Linked DNA regions of Hordeum vulgare: regions 2 and 3 are each linked to region 1. The links are chromatin contacts, called in public Hi-C maps. All regions are on one chromosome and are shown on one strand. Each heading gives the region's core, a stretch centred on a gene start, on an enhancer-like site or on the middle of the called end of the contact. The rest is flanking DNA. Distances are from core to core; before and after follow the strand shown.

Region 1 (2,583 bases), core at 47-2,546:
GAATCCAAATTTGTTGACCTGCAGATTACTGTCAAAATTTAGTGACAAATTCTAAAAATTCATATTCAACGCCAACAGTAATAAAGCCTCTCAATGTGCTTTTGGGAAGTACAGAAGTTCAAGAAATGCAGTATATGTCCGTAGTGACAATATGCTAAGTATCAGGCTAAGAAGGAAATAACTTTTTTTTTCTGTATTCAACATGACCTGTCTGATAAACATTCCATTCACACAGGCTAAATCGACTTGGACAGAGCATACACCAACTTCAGAAGTGCATCTTGCATCAGAAGGTGATTTACAAAGTTCAGTATGCAAAAGAAGACATAGTACCATGTTTCTTACAGGTTATGCTGAAACTTTTGAACACTTGGTAATGGCATTCAACATTATGCATTTCCACTAACAACAATCTATGCCAGAATAAACTGCAATGCCCCTATGTAAAAAATGTCCAGCGTCAAAATCACAGCTTGCCTCATCCACAAAACACCGAGTCCCCATTCACCAGTAAGCCTCACATTTCTCTCACAAAGTTCGGTAGCAGTACTTCACATGGCATGACAGGCACGAAGGAATACACAATGGACGAAATTTCAAACCCTAACCAGGTGGGCCAAAAATCGTATTAAAAAATCCAGAATTTACACGTGCATAGATGATTCTTCTGGAAGCACCGCGCATTACAAAGTGAGGCGCGGCGCAAAGGCAAGCATAGTGAGGAAAGGAGGTCGGGAAATTAGACCTGACGAAGGAGACGTGGACGCCGAGGCTGCGGTGGACGGCGGAGCAGTCGATGCAGAGGAAGACGCCGTAGGTGACGGAGGCCCAGGTGGGGTTCTTGGCGTTGCAGTCGAAGCACATCTGCAGACCCTCACAGACAGAGAAATCAGGAGGGAGGGAGGGGCGCGGGAGAGGGATGAAACGAGGCGGAATCGGCGGACGGAGAAAGGATGGGAAACAAAGCCCTTCCTTGGCAATCACATCGGAGCAAAGGGAGCGGGAACCGATGACGCACGCACGGACGCACCTTATTGTCCGATTTGGAGCGGAGCTTGCGGAAGACGGAGCTCCTGTCGGCGGCGCCGGCGTCTGTCGCCATCGCGGCGAGCCACCAACCCGATCGGGCGCGAGCCCTCTCTTCCTCCGAATTGAGGAGGCGGAGGAGGAGGAGAGATGGAGATGGATGGGAGGAGGAAGTAAGAGAGAGGAGGAGACGCCACGCACACGCACCCCGACCGAGGCGAGGCGAGGAAATGGTGCTGTGCCTTTCTGCTTCGCACTCCACCTCCACCTCCACGTGTGCCTCCTTCAGAATCAGCACCTGCCCTTTATCTGGGCCGGGTCGCTCTACGGGGTCTCGGCCCAGTAAGAAACTTTCAGCGAGAGTGGCCGCCGCCCGGCCCGTGCTGCTTCCTGGTTGGTTGCAGCTTCACGCAGGATTCAGCGGCAAGACTATCTCAGACAGCCGCCCAACCCACACCGCGTTAAAAATCAGGTCGCAGTGCGTCGTTCGTCTGTTTTAACGCGGCGCCCAACGTTGGTTCCATCAGACGTGTTAAAATGCAGCGCGCGTAGCTTCAGCAGGCACGAAGATGGCGTGGTGGAGAGAGTGCGGCGCGAGCGTTTGAGTGTGCGGTGCGCGGAAGCGGACGCACCAAATACGCAGCGCTCGATGGCGATTCGGATAGGACGTTGTACTCTATATGCCGCTCGCACGTTTATCGCGTGACCGCTAGAGCCCATTTTGCTATTGCGCGCACTAAAAAGATCAATTTTACGGCGCGACGCTGTTTTAGCGCGGCTATTGGAGATGCACTTGTGTCTAAATCTCAACGTGAATATAACTTCCATCTCACCAAAATCACTGTTAAAAGTTACTCTTTGCAAAGATCAACTCATCATCTCACATGCTTACAAATGACGCATTGGATATGCGTCAACCTGAAAGTTTGTACTTTTTGTTCGTTTATTCAAAATGTTTTAGCTCTTGAACTATGTGTTAAAATCTCAATTCATTTACCCTACTGAATTTCTCACGTCAAGATCCTTAAAATTAGATTCTATGTTTATAGATTTTTGATAAACTTTTTCACACAAAAACAGAATACACAAAACTAATAAATGTAAAAAATCCGTAAATAGGACAAAGCCAGCAATCAAGAAAAACAAACACAAAAAATGAAAGAAAACACCAAAGCACGGTTTACATTACTGCACTTTTTCCCTTTTTTAAGAACAATGGTCGTGCTTCTCGGAAAAAAGATATGCTTTCAGAAGAGGCGCTTCTTGAGGTAGCATAATTGTTTTTCAGAAAGCACAACTATGCTTCTCCAAAAACAAATATGCGACTTTATTTAAAACAAATATGTGTTTATCATGCAACACATATTATTTCCCTTTTCGAGAAGCATTGCAAAAGCAGTCACATCTACAGATTTTTATCGAGAAGGACGGTCACAAAAGTAAATTTGTGCCTTCACTTTTTTTTTGCGAAGCATATGTGTGATTTGTAAAAAAAATCTTCAAAAGCTAGAAAACACAGGAAAAAATAGAAAATCCAAAAAACTTATCTAAATACGA
Region 2 (2,583 bases), core at 49-2,548, 540 kb after region 1:
ATTAGCAGTTTTGTAAACCAAGTTCGGCACCAAAAAAAAGATGAAAGTATAGCATGATCCGGAGACTGTTTATTTTTTTTAATCCCCTTCGATTTGTAGCTTTGTAAACTAGGTCCCATTCCCAAAAAATGACCCCATGACAATCTGAGAATCAGCAAGGATTTACCACCGGGATTAGCAACAACTAACTAACTATTTGACTTCAGTGCAGATATATAAGATCACCTTCTTCTCAATCCCACCTCATTTAGCTAATTGGACAATTTTTTGGCTAGCTAACTGATGCAGCCCTTCAAATATGAAGTTTCAGTAATGCAGTTATCAGTACTATATACCCCAAAACTGGGTTGGATTGGGCATGAAAGCATTGACTGTTGAGCGTGGAGATGTTATATTTCAACCATGTATTGTTCAGAATAGTAGCACAGCTGGATAGTGCTCAGGAGACAAGATAAGAAAGGCGCGATGGGGCAAGGGCGAAGAACTTACGAAGGGTGCCCACTCTTGGGTGCGGCGGCGGAGGTGGAGGACGGGGAACTCGACGACCGGGTGCACGGGGCGCAGGCGGTGGAGCTCGGTGAGGATCCCGGCGCGGAACGGCGAGGAGAAGCGCATGGCCTTGAACTTGCCCTTGCCGTCAGAGCGGACGCTGAGCGAGAACTCAGCGGCCGCGTTGGGGTCGGGTGCCGCGCGGTCGAAGTCTGCGGCGAAGTCGTAGGAGTTGGTGACGGCGAGCGTGGTCGGGTCGAGCGTGACGACGCCCGAGGCGGCGATGCAGAGGATCCGGCGGTACCTCCCCCGCCACGAGTGCTTGACGACGAAGTACCTGGCGAGGTACTCGGGCTCCTCGGTGACGGCGGAGGAGGAGGCGTCGGCCCCGGCGGTGGCCGGCGGGGCCGCGGTGGTGTGGCGGCTGGCGAAGTCCATGTTCTCTAGGAGGCTGCGGCGGCGGGCATTAGGGTTCCGCCAGGGGAGCGGGAGCTGGAAGAAGGGGGAGCGCGGCGCCGCCGGAGAGTGGCGGGAGTGATTCGCCCCCAGCGCGGCCGATCTGGGCGACGAGATCCCCCCACCCGGCGATCCTGTCCAGGGTGGCCTGCGGGTCCGCCGATCGCCGGAGACCGGTTAGGGTGGTCGGAGATTGAGAATTTCGCTGTCTTCTCGTCGGCGTCCGATTGATTTCCGTTGATTTGATTTTGGCTTTTGTGTATTAGTTTTGTGCTTTTGTTGAGAGAAGAAGCTGTGCCACCTTCCGATCTCGGGTTTTCCACGGCTGTGGTGAAATCGTCGTCGTACCGTATCGTGGCAGGGAAGTGGAGCTGGCTCGACTCAGCCCCGCCCGGACAAGTTCACTCCATCATGATCAACTTGTCATAAAATCAAATCAAAATATATTATTTAACAATCAAATTCTATGAAATCGCTACCTCCCTTGGTATAGAAAAATAAAAGGAATTCATCACTCGAGAAAGTTCATCATGACATACAAGTTGATGGTTTCAAATGCGTGTTATTATAAATTTTACGCGGCTTCCGTGAGGAGGGACAATCACGGCGATGCGTCTTCGGCTTGCTTCAGTGTCTGTAGTCATTATTAGATGGTCTACGTATCCAGATGTAATTTTTATTATTTTTATTATTCTGATGTTTATTGTACTATGATGATTGAAAATGAGTAGATTGAGAACTTTCCCGTGAAAAAATTTATCAAAGAAAACCCTTATACGCTATATTGAGAAAAAAACATGTGTCGTCTCATGCAAGCGACTTGGGTGATTAGGTTTTTCCCCGCCACCTCCACTCACCTACCCTCGCACACGGTTGTTGGACGGCTTGCTGCGGCGAGGCCTCCCACACATCATTCCTCCTCCCTTCTTACATATGCGCTTCTCGGCGGTTGGAGGCCATGCCCACAATGTTAGTATCCTTCCCACGCCCTCGTGCGTGTATGATGGCGAGGGTTGAAGGTCGGTTTCGATCTGGATACTTAGACCTGGAATCACATATCTTGTCAGGGTCGGTCCATGGCTTTGGTGTGGGCTTCTGTGCCACATCTTGTGAGTGGGTTCTTTATTGCTACGTGTGAATCTGAGTAGTGTAAACTCCATCGTAGTACATATGGGTGTTGGTAGGAGGTTGAGGTGTTGGTGTTGGAGGTGCATTGGTGTGGCTGCGGAGGTGGCATGTTGCACGTCTATGGCTCGCCTTTCGGTAGGAGGTATAGTCCTCACATCGATATCTTCAAGGACACACCAATTTCCTCACTTTCAAAATCTTCAGGAAAATATCAAAGTCTTCATTTGAAGACTTCATTTTTAAGGGTCGATTTCTTCACATATATCAAACTTCTCATCAACTTATAGAGCTTGTGTACACTCACAAACATATTAGTCCCTTAACCTATAAGTATTCAATACACCAAAATCACTAAGGGACACTAGATGCACTTACAGTCTTCCCCTTTTTGGTGATTGATGATAAATAGGTTAAGTTTTAAACGGGGATAAACATATGACGTGTAAGTACTGAGTTTGCGGAATTTGATTGCAATATATAGAGAAACTCCCCGTGAAGATGTGTATATTT
Region 3 (2,583 bases), core at 27-2,526, 520 kb after region 1:
TAAAAGTAGCAAGGTGCAGCAGGATTAAAACGCTCTTGAGGACACACAGGAGTATCATCTAGTTACTTCCACTATGGTTCATTGAGTTACATTCATTATTTTGATAAGTTGTTATGTGGATGGACCGGAGTTGTTCTTACTTGAACAAACACTCACTTATTATTATGAGAAACGATTCTCATCAACGGCAGATCCAATGGTGGGCATCCACCACCTAATACTTGATGCGTGTCCCTTCTCTTATCTTATCTCTCCTCCAATCGGTCTTTCTTCACATCGAGCAGTGCCTCCATCGTCCCAGCAACTCCGATAGCGACGCCGCCCTCCATCTCATGCTCCTACAACGCCACCCTCCATCTCAAGCTCTTGCAACGCTGCTGCTCACCCGAGCCAGCCGTCCGCCATGACGCACTCACACACGTTCATGCTTGCCACCGGCCCGCGTTGGCACCATCGTTCGCCGACAAGGTAGGCCTATGTCAACCATCCCTTCAAGTTTCTTCTCACGCGAAGCATGACTCTCCGCATGCATCTCAACAGCTGGAGCGGCAGCGCTACTGCTCTGTTGCGGTTCGCAACGACACGCTCGAGGCAGGCAACAGGGGCGGTGTTTCTGCATATTATTTCCAGTTGCAAAATTTTCTGCAACATTACTTCTATGGCAAAAGATCTTTCACAATATCACCATTGTTGCAAAAAGAAAGGAAGATAGAAAAAAATCTATGACACGACCTATATTGCAAAAAATATCAGTAACACAACCTATGTTGCAAAAAAACGTAACACAACCTATATTGCAAAAAAAATGCAACACAACCTATGTTGCAAAAAAAAATCTGCAATACAACCTATGTTACAAAAATAAATCCTGCCACACAACTTATGTTGCAGAAAAATTACGCAACGCATCTTATATTACAAATGTTTCTGTAACAAGATCTTTGTTGTAAAGAAGAAGACGCTCAACCGTTAGATTGACCAGATCTGATGGCTCACGAGCCGGCGGATTTTTTAAAAAGATCCGACGACCAACGTAACAAGCCCCTATTATTATACCCTTTATGTAAGAATTTATAAATACAAGAAAAGTAATAATCAAGATAAATCTTTAAAATTCAATCACTCCCACAACCCATGGGCCACAAGCGTCTTGCAACAGTGGACATCCATACCATCTAGAGGCAAAGGGAGGAGAAAGCGACGGGGTGAGTTGTCGCTGCGACGGCATAGGTGGAGGAGAAGGTGAATGCGGAAGACACGGCAAGAGATGCGGTAGAAAAAGATATGGGAGAGCCAGAGAGGTGACTCCCTCGGGGCCACATAGCCAACGTAGCAAGAGAGCGAGGAGGCCAACAAATCCAGTCGACCAGTCGGGCGATTTAAATGATTACACAGAAATTATTACATGCAACTTTGGATAAAATGTGGGAGGCGTAAGAAAGAAATACCATGCAACTCATTCCTCTTATGTGAAAAGGACAATGTATTGGCATGGCATGAAGCCGAAACGAATCGATGCAATCATTTCCATCCCGGATATTCTCTATGGACAGATGAAACTAACAAAAAGGAGTGCTTTTACATGTACAAGAAACGCACACGACACCCGACCTCTGTGTAACGGAAAAAAACTGTACATGCTATGTACTTGCAAGCCACCTGCAGTCACTCTGAAGAGCACCACCAACTCCAAAATGTTCACGACATCCTCAAGAAGCTGAGATCGGCGTGTTTTTCAACTTGTGCGCTACGAATGCCGCCGCCCGCTGGCAGGATTTACAGGACCAGTCGGTGGAGGAGGAGATGATGATGGTAGACGGACCAGGGCGGGTTGAGGCGAGGGCGCCGCCGTGAGGGCATAGGTGAGCCTTGAAGACGAGCTCTCGATAAGCCCTGCAACTCCGGCAGCGGAAGTTTGTGCATTGGATGGAAGGAACAGGTCATGTTTCTGGTCTTTGTAGGCGCTCCATACCTGCAAAAGACAGATTTATTTTCTTATAATTAACTAACTTGAGTTCTTTTTTACTGCCAAGTGAGTCGCTTCATCAATGATCTACTTGCACAATTTCATGAACCGCAGAGTTCTGTACACTCACATCAGAAGAATTAAGAATTTCTCGAACTTTAGCACAGTGAGCGCCTTCCGTTGCAAAAGCATGAAGTACCTGTTTATAGATACAAAACAAAATACATCAAATATATCAACAGAACACAGGCCGTAGAGGCTATTCAAGTATGGAGAAATTGAAGTTTCAAACAACTCAAACCTAAAATGCATAAATACCATAACGAGGCCTTAACATGATCCAACGTTTGCACCCTCTTATATCATGCTTTAACTACTCAATAGTCATCAGACTAATGCTGTGAAGACTTGACGACACAAAATGTTGCTCATCCAATTCTTTGGGCAAACACTTCATTTATTTTCAGGTCAAATATTTCAGGGCAATCTTAAACTCATACCACCCAATACCCGAAACAAGCAAAATGGAAGATGCACTTTGGACATCAGCTCCCTAGAGACTGCCTATGATCATCAAACCAATTCACTTTTGATTGCATCCAACTGCTCAGTGCAAT

Evidence for each region. A called contact is a pair of places that touch in the nucleus more often than the background predicts.
Region 2: a contact with region 1 is called in a Hi-C map of leaf, with 7 times the contacts expected there. The contact joins the promoter of LOC123436194 here to the promoter of LOC123436162 in region 1. A contact is called at or near these places in 2 of 6 Hi-C or Micro-C datasets (leaf and seedling).
Region 3: a Hi-C map of leaf shows a contact between it and region 1, with 4 times the contacts expected there. The contact joins the enhancer-like site here to the promoter of LOC123436162 in region 1. A contact is called at or near these places in 2 of 6 Hi-C or Micro-C datasets (leaf and seedling).

What each region holds. Positions count from the first base shown.
Region 1 is chr1H:354,733,798-354,736,380 of MorexV3_pseudomolecules_assembly, forward strand. LOC123436162 (probable ADP-ribosylation factor GTPase-activating protein AGD8) reads right to left here and starts at 1,297. Exons shown (of 7, transcript XM_045115614.1): 1 at 1,031-1,297; 2 at 746-864; 3 at 1-18. The coding sequence starts at 1,102.
Region 2 is chr1H:355,274,548-355,277,130 of MorexV3_pseudomolecules_assembly, forward strand. It overlaps LOC123436194 (dnaJ homolog subfamily C GRV2), which reads right to left and starts at 1,299. Exons shown (of 22, transcript XM_045115616.1): 1 at 490-1,299. The coding sequence starts at 927.
Region 3 is chr1H:355,258,270-355,260,852 of MorexV3_pseudomolecules_assembly, forward strand. LOC123436194 (dnaJ homolog subfamily C GRV2) reads right to left here. Exons shown (of 22, transcript XM_045115616.1): 21 at 2,097-2,165; 22 at 1,442-1,972. The coding sequence ends at 1,748. Among protein-coding and RNA genes, the nearest start is that of LOC123436194, 16 kb to the right of the region's middle. Within about 2 kb of position 1,277, at least 2 of the 3 cell types and tissues checked have open chromatin away from gene starts, as enhancers often do. A contact at or near this core is called in leaf and seedling, where this site is marked.